2 separate regions of the Mus musculus genome follow, and region 1 is linked to region 2. A link is a contact called in public promoter capture Hi-C data. All regions are on one chromosome and are shown on one strand. Each heading gives the region's core, a stretch centred on a gene start, on an enhancer-like site or on the middle of the called end of the contact. The rest is flanking DNA. Distances are from core to core; before and after follow the strand shown.

What was found. Capture Hi-C pulls out chosen DNA fragments and counts their contacts.
Region 1: a promoter capture Hi-C map of adipose tissue shows a contact between it and region 2. The contact joins two enhancer-like sites. A contact is called at or near these places in 4 of 39 promoter capture datasets (fetal liver, frontonasal cranial neural crest, hematopoietic stem and progenitor cells and 1 more), 6 of 484 Hi-C or Micro-C datasets (the G1E-ER4 cell line, brown adipocytes, embryonic stem cells and 3 more), 1 of 115 datasets of contacts at active chromatin or transcription factors (embryonic stem cells) and 3 of 9 other capture datasets (adipose tissue, liver and pancreatic islet).

Annotation. Positions count from the first base shown.
Region 1 is chr4:107,138,073-107,141,771 of GRCm38.p6, reverse strand. It overlaps Tceanc2 (transcription elongation factor A (SII) N-terminal and central domain containing 2), which reads left to right. Exons shown (of 5, transcript NM_025617.2): 5 at 1,973-3,699. The coding sequence ends at 2,161. Among named protein-coding and RNA genes, the nearest start is that of Tceanc2, 38 kb to the left of the region's middle. Within about 2 kb of position 1,406, at least 44 of the 459 cell types and tissues checked have an H3K27ac peak or open chromatin away from gene starts, as enhancers often do. A contact at or near this core is called in adipose tissue, where this site is marked.
Region 2 is chr4:107,046,408-107,050,021 of GRCm38.p6, reverse strand. It overlaps Ssbp3 (single-stranded DNA binding protein 3), which reads right to left. Exons shown (of 18, transcript NM_023672.2): 16 at 2,752-2,780; 17 at 2,557-2,658; 18 at 328-1,998. The coding sequence ends at 1,969. Among named protein-coding and RNA genes, the nearest start is that of Mrpl37, 19 kb to the left of the region's middle. Within about 2 kb of position 2,016, at least 27 of the 459 cell types and tissues checked have an H3K27ac peak or open chromatin away from gene starts, as enhancers often do. A contact at or near this core is called in adipose tissue, where this site is marked.

The sequences.
Region 1 (3,699 bases), core at 157-2,656, 92 kb before region 2:
CACGCCCCCTTTTTATAAAAGCTTCCTTGCACATGAAGCTAAGCAAACCTTAGCATTTGGTAACTAATGGATTTCATCCTGGGTGATAGAAGGAAGACGGGCGTGCAAGCCAGTAAGCAGCACTCCTCCATGGTCTCTGCACCAGCTTCTGCCTCCAGGTTCCTGACTTCCTTTGATGATGAGCAATGATGTGGAAGCCTAAGCCAAATAAACGCTTTCCTCGTCCAAGTTGCTTTGGTCTCGGTGTTTGTCACAGCAATAGAAACTCTTACTGAGCCGGGTGTCGTGGCCACACTAAGTGCCTAAGAAGGGCTGAAGAGAGAGAAATGAACTGGTCTGGGCTGTGACTACAACTCAGTGCTGGAGCCTGTGCCTAGCACGTGTAAGGTTCCCAGTTCAGTGTCCAGCACCAGTCAGTACATAAGTAAATAGGATTCCAATTTGGAAGGATGTTTTACCAGGGGAACTGCAGTGTATTGTGACAGTGATCAAGGAACGCTGAGGACATTGTTGCAGCCTAAAGAACTCTCAGTCTTTGCACTAAGGTTTTTTTATTTTCCCTGTGTGTGTGTGTGTGTGTGTGTGTGTGTGTGTGTGTGTGTGTGTGTGTGTTGGAGTAGGGGTTGCTTAAACTTGACATACCAACATAGCAGAGTGTCTTGGTTAGGATTACTGTTGCTGTGATGAAACACCCTGAATTACAGTTCACTTAGGGAAGCCAAGGCAAGAATTCAAGCAGGGCAGGAACCCAGAGGCAGGAGACACAGAGGCCATGGAGGGGTGCTGCTTACTGGCTTGCCTCCCCTGGCTTGTTCACCCTGCTTTCTTACAGAACCTAGGACCACCAACCCAGAGTGGTACTACCCACAGTGGACTAGGCCTTACCACAAAATAAGAAAATGCTCTACAGCCAGGTGTGGTGGCATATGCCTTTCTTTAATCCCAGCATTTGGGAGGCAGAGGCAGAGGAAGGCAGATCTGAGTGTGAGCCCAGCCTGGTCTACAGAATGAGTTCCAGGACAGCCAGAGCTACACAGAGAAACCCTTTCTTTAAAAAACAAAAAAGGAGGGAGGGAGGAAGGGAGGGCGGGAGAGAGACAGGCAGGCAGGCAGGCAGGCAGGCAGGCCATACGGACTTGCCTGCAGCCTGACCTTCCGCAGACATTTTCAGTTAAAGCTCCCTCCTTCAGATGACTACCTGGTGTTAAATTGACATAAACCAGCAGAGTGATTCCTAGGGAAAGGCAGCCCTGGCTACTAGGAGGTGGGCCTGGAAAAGTGGGCTTGGTTGGAAGTCCCTGACCAGCCACAGAGGCTGCCCTTGATTAGGTCTATGACCTCGGCCTGGCCTGGACCTGGGGCAGATCACCCGCACTGTTAGAGACCCTGTCCGGTTGGCTTCCCCATCCAGACTCAGCCAAGGAGTGTCTCTGCTGAAGGGAAGAATGCTTGAACTCTGGAGTCAGGCTGTGTCCAGCCCTGCCCCTTCAGTTGTGAAACTCCTCCTCAGATGTAAAACGTGATAATCAGTTACGAATATTAAACATGAGCATGATTTATAAACTGCTCTGTAAGCATCCCAGGGTCCAGACCAGCACATCTAAGATGTTATATGAAGTTAAAAGGCACGTTTAAAACAAAGAGGTACGCATCGTCACTCTGATTTATTATCCTTGGGCCCCCGCTTCCTGGTTGGTAAAGCACAGGGCCTGGTGCCGGTTTCCTGTTATAATGGCAAATATTACCACCCGGCAGGGGCTGTGAATGAGGTCCCTGTCACAAAGCACATGGCCTTGTTCCTTAATTGCCAGGGTGGAATTAATTTGCTCTTCCTGTTTCTCTTGTGACAGGAAGTAGATGTCCTTGAATTTCAGTTGATTAATGGAAGCCCCAGAGCAGAGAGCGCCAGCCTCTCTTGCTTTAATCCTTATGCAACGCAAGGCCCTAATTTGATAATTTTGCTGTTTTTCAGATGGATCACCTACTGGTTGAAAATATTGAGCGGGAAACGTTTCATCTCTGCTCCCGGCTCATTAACGGGCCCTACCGGAGGACGGTACGCGCTCTGGTCTTCACATTAAAGCACCGAGCTGAGATCCGGGAGCAGGTGAAGAGCGGAGCGCTGCCGGTCGGCACGTTTGTACAGACCCACAAAAAGTGACCCGGGGACGGGCCCAGCACCGGGCCTCGCGCCACCATTCAAAGCCTCTTTTGAGTTTGGGTGATGCGGATGTTGGCTGTGCTGGATATTCCCATGGTGCCATTCCTTCAGACAGAACGTGGGGAGCCCTGGGAGATAGGCCTGTGGGGGCGGCTTCATTAGCTGCCTTGCGCTGGCGCTGCCTGACGGGATGAACGGGGCTGTCACTGGGAAGTGCCATCCAGTCACCATCACCCAGCACAATGGAAGGGTGACAGGTTTCACTGTGAGCTTGCCAAGGACACCTCTAAACTCCCCCATGTCAGCAGATGAAGTTACCACTTTATTTCGCCACCCTGCAGGTAACTGAAACTCAATTACCGCTGCTCCTCACGCGGTTCCAGCCCCCTGAGTTTAGACAGCTCCGAAGCCTCTCAGAACTCCCGTCTGCTCTCTTTGCTCTACCCCAGGGGTGAGCCCACTGGAGCCTGCGACCAGCCCTGCTTGCCACCGCTCACTTATCTGAGCCTTTCAGCTCTCCCTGGAAGACCTTCGGGGAGGGGCTCCTGAGCCCCCATGCTGAGGCCTCTAATGAGGAGCTGGCCTGAAGCCTCCCTGCACCTCGGGGTTCATTTGAATACAGCCTCTGTTGAAGATGCATAATGAAATTTCTCTTGCAGTGACTTACTGCTGTAAGAAGAAAAATGCATACGTGAAGATTTTCAATGAAATACATCTACATGTGTCTGCTTGGATGATTATGTAAATGGTACTTGCTCTTTAAAAAGTAATAATAAACTGAGATGTACTAAAACAAGAGGCATAGTTTCCCCCATGAAGCATACTACAGAACTGAGCATGATGGCTCCTGCCTGTAATCCCAGCACTCAGGGGTCTGAGACAGAAGGATTGCTATGCGTTTGAGGCCACTTTGGGCTATGTAGCAAGTACCAAACCAGTTGGAGCTATATAACAAGACTCTGTCTCCAAAAGGGGGGTGGGGGCGGGGAGGAGGGGAGGAAAGAGGAGGTTGGAGCAGGAAAAGGGAAAGAGCGTGGACAGAGTAAATGGGGTAGAAAGGAGGCAGCTGGTAAAGTTCATGGTGGGATGAGAACTGGAGGGAGGCCAGGTTGGTGGCACACACCTTTTATCCTAGCACTTTGGAAGCAGAGGCAGACCAGCCTGTTCTACATAGTGAGTTCCAAGATAGCCAGGGCTACATAGTAAGATCCTGTCCCAAAACACACGCAAACACATACACAGAACCTGAAAAAGATAGCAAGGCTGGAGGAAGACTGTAAACTGGTGTGTGGAAGCAGAGAGAGGGAGAGAATGTGGGAAGGAAAGGGAAAGGGATTGTTTGCAAAGCAAGGATGGAAGGGTCAGGGAGGATGCTGTCTGCATTGCAAGTGTTCCCTGGTCTGAGATGAGTGATAGGGGGCTTGTAGTTCTTCACCCCTGCTCATTTCTCCTGCCTAGCTGGATCTGTCCAGGAGTGTTGCTTTTGCTACCCCAGGGTGGGGGGGAGGGGGAGAGGGGGCAGGTTGCTGGCTCGAGAA
Region 2 (3,614 bases), core at 767-3,266:
TCAAAACCATGCATTTGGGCATGGGAAGTTAACAAATTTGGCCTCTGGAAGAAGGTAGGAATGTGGGAAGGCCACCTTGCTGTCTGCCCACCACCTGTAGAGAAAACAGTCTTTGGGGACCGTTCTTGACTTGTACAAGCAAAGCTTTGGAAGGTAAGATGTGACTGCAAGCCAGAAGACTACAGCTGCCTCAGCCTGAGTAAGGATAGCCTCCATCTGTCCCAAACCCCTCCCAAGGCAACTGTACTCGGCACCGGGTACAGCGTCTCCTTCCTCATCGGTACCATCAGCTCCTACCCGGGTCCCCACAAGTATGTCAGGAAGGGCTGCGGAAAAAAGATGTCCCTTTAATAAAACGTTATCAACATATATCGTACACAAACTACAATGTATCATAATTACTTTTTTTTTCCTCTCATAATTCAGAACCAGACTACAAGGTAAGAAAAAACACAGAAACAGCTACAATGTTCCCAAGAATCCGCACAAGGTCTTTTTTCAGGCAGATGGTATCTCACATAATATGATATACATGGGTCAGAAAGGGGAGGTAAGAAAACAAAGACCAGCTACAAGGGTGGGCAGGGCGCAGAGGGTGTACATGTACAATGAACTCAGTGTCTTCCGGGGCAAGACACAAAGGTTGCCACGGGGAGAGGCCAGGGCAGCCAAGTCACCCCTCCTCGGAGGGGACAGGCTCCATCATCAGGTTCATCGGTTTTTGAAAATAAAAACAGGACCAGAAACAGTGTCTGTTTGGTTGCTGGTGCTCCCCCACCCCCACAGCAATGCCGAAGTCTGTCCATCCAGTCCCAAGCAAATACAGAGCAATTCCAACCAACACCCATCTCTGAAAAAGGACAAACAGGAGGAAAAAAAAGAAAACCACAACCTCAGCCTGCCCTGCCAGTGCGCACTATGTGAGGAGCTCGGGACCAGAATATGGAGGTCAGGGCTATGGCCCAGATTGTAGTCATCCCGTTGGCGGGGCCTCTCCTCCTTGGCCTGGGCCACTACCCAGCCAGCAGGACTCTTGCCAGGAAACGGTGGGGATCGAAAGACTGGAGGCCCCAGTGGCTTGGCACGAGAGGTCTGGAGAAGAGGCAGCCATCCTGGAACAGTGTGTACGCTGGATCACAGCGATGGTCTCTGTTGGGTGACAGCAGGCTCTGGGTCCTCTGGCCCAGTGTGTTGTGATGGCCAGTCAAGCCAGAGCAAAGCTGACACCTGCATCTCCTCGCCCAGCTTTGCAAACCCCAAGGCCCATGTGGAAAGGGTTGGTTTCTGTTCCTTTTCCCCAAACAGCTTTTGAAATAAACCAGCAATTGCAAACTGTCCAGTTTATTATTATTATTTTAGATGGCTACAACGTCAGTGTGACACTGCACACCTAGACCAGCTTTTCTGGTGGTAGGACTTGGGGACAGACAGCAGGGCTTGTGGGGTTTTCTTCCTTTTTTTTTTTTTTTTTTGGCCTTTTTTTTCTTTTTCCTTTTTTTTCTTTTTCCTTTTTTCCTTTTTTTAAAGAAGAAAGCAAAGAGGTTGATTGGGGTGGGGCATAGGGCTTGCTAGAAGCTTCCATTAAAAAAAAAATTCCCCCAAAGAACACCCCCCACCCCGGGAAAAAAAAAACAAATTTAAAATCCCAGCAACGGTAAAATCCCAAACAAACAAAAAAACCAACAAAAAGTGTCATGTACAGAAAGGTCCTTTTGGGCGGGAAGAAGGTGAGAGTTTTCTGGCCGTTGACTTGAAATATATTTTTGAGTTTTGTCCTTCATGTTTTACGGAATAAAAGTTTGGCCTTTTTATTGCATGAAACTAAAATTGGGGAAGGTGGGGGAGTGAATGGGAGGGTGGAGGGAGCAGGAGATGCCCTCCCCCAGCTCCTGGTATGGACACCTCACTTCTTGCATAATTCTTGGCATCTTCTGCCTGCAATGCTGGCTCCCAGCGTCTCGGAGGGGGTCACACGCTCATCGTCATGCTCGGAGAATACTGCAGGGAAAGCACAGATGAGGATCAGGGGAGGAGGCCATGGACTTGCCAATGGGCCAATAGCCTGCTGAAGGCTTACTGCACAGTGCTGACCCCAGCCAACCTGGTGGCACAATAGGTAGGGACAGGGGAAGGAGGCAGGAGCTAGGTGACACCTATGAGACCAGCTCAGTTCCAGTCCTTGCCAGGAACTCTGGCAGCACAAATGGCCTCTAGTTCTTATCCTTTGGAGTCAGCTCGTTGGGGGAAGCAAGACAGTAGGGTACTGGATTTAGCGAGTCAGGGTTCCTGAAGGTATTGTAGGCTGGGGAAAGTCTGGGACCTTGAAAAATGCTTTCATTAATGAGAATGGACAGAGAAGGCCACATGCCTCAACTCAATCCAGGACTCCCACTCCACACAGTGCCCCTGGAAGGACCAGGGAGCAGAAAACAATGAATGGCTGGGGCTCTGCAGGTGAAAGACAGCTGGCTGACACACAGTCACGGAGCCCTTAGGCCTAAGGGGACCACTGGGACCCAAGGACTAGAGGGGTCAGTATGGCAGGCAGGGGCTTACATTGTCGTTCTGGAAGGAGTGGAGGAAGTTCCCCCCTAGCTCGCCGTCATCGCGAGGGGTGCCTGGAGGATTGCTAATGCCACTTATGTTGTTAGGAGAATTCTGTGGAAGACATGAGCAGGTGAGTCCATATTGCCCAAACCTGACCAAACACACAGGATGACACCGAGGGAGGGGACATCAAGTGCCACTCACTTTTGGAAGTCCATCTATGTCACCTGATCCTAAGAAGGAAGAAGAAACCGAGTCAGCATGGTGGATTGGGGGCTGTGGGGGGCTGTGGGGGGTATGCAGGTGCGTGTTTTCATGTATGTGTGTGTACACGGGTGGAGGTACTCTTGACCTTCCTTTGAGATGGGCTCTTTCACTGAACCTGGATTCAATTTGCTGATTCTACTACAGATTTTCTGTTTCTGCCTCCACAGTGCTAGTATTCTAAGTGTGTGCCACTGAGTTTGTGTGTAAGTGTGTGTCACTGGGTTTGGCTTCTCCATGGGTGCCAGGTCCTCATGTATGACAAACACATCACCACCTAAGCCATTTTCTCGCCCCATCTGCTGTTTTGAACCAGGATCTTGCCCAGCTGAGCCAGGAGAGCCATGCTCACCTCCGTATCCTGAGTGCTCAGAATGAAGACATGCCCAATGTGCCCTGCCTGTTTCGTCTTTCTAAACTGGGGATCTTACCAGGTCCCGTGCATGCTCTAGTGAGTGCCTGAATACTGGACTACACCTTCAGTTCATTTTCTCTTTATTTTGAAACAAGTCCTTACTGTGTGTTATCCAGGCAGGCCTGAAACTTGTGACCTTTAGGACGTGTGTACAAACGCTCCAGTTGCTGGATTGCTCTTCTGTGGGAGCCCTTTCCGCTCTGTGTCTGCACCTGAGTTCACATTATTTACTTGGAGGGGTCACCCCCACCTCCAACCCCCACCACCTGCTTAGGCAGCAGCTTTTGCTCAGGACTTTCTAGGTGCCCAGTCAAGGCCAACAGTGTCCCAGGCCCAGTGACCAGGAGCTAAAGCAGAGGCCGCTGCCTGGGCAGCTGGAGTGTGTGTA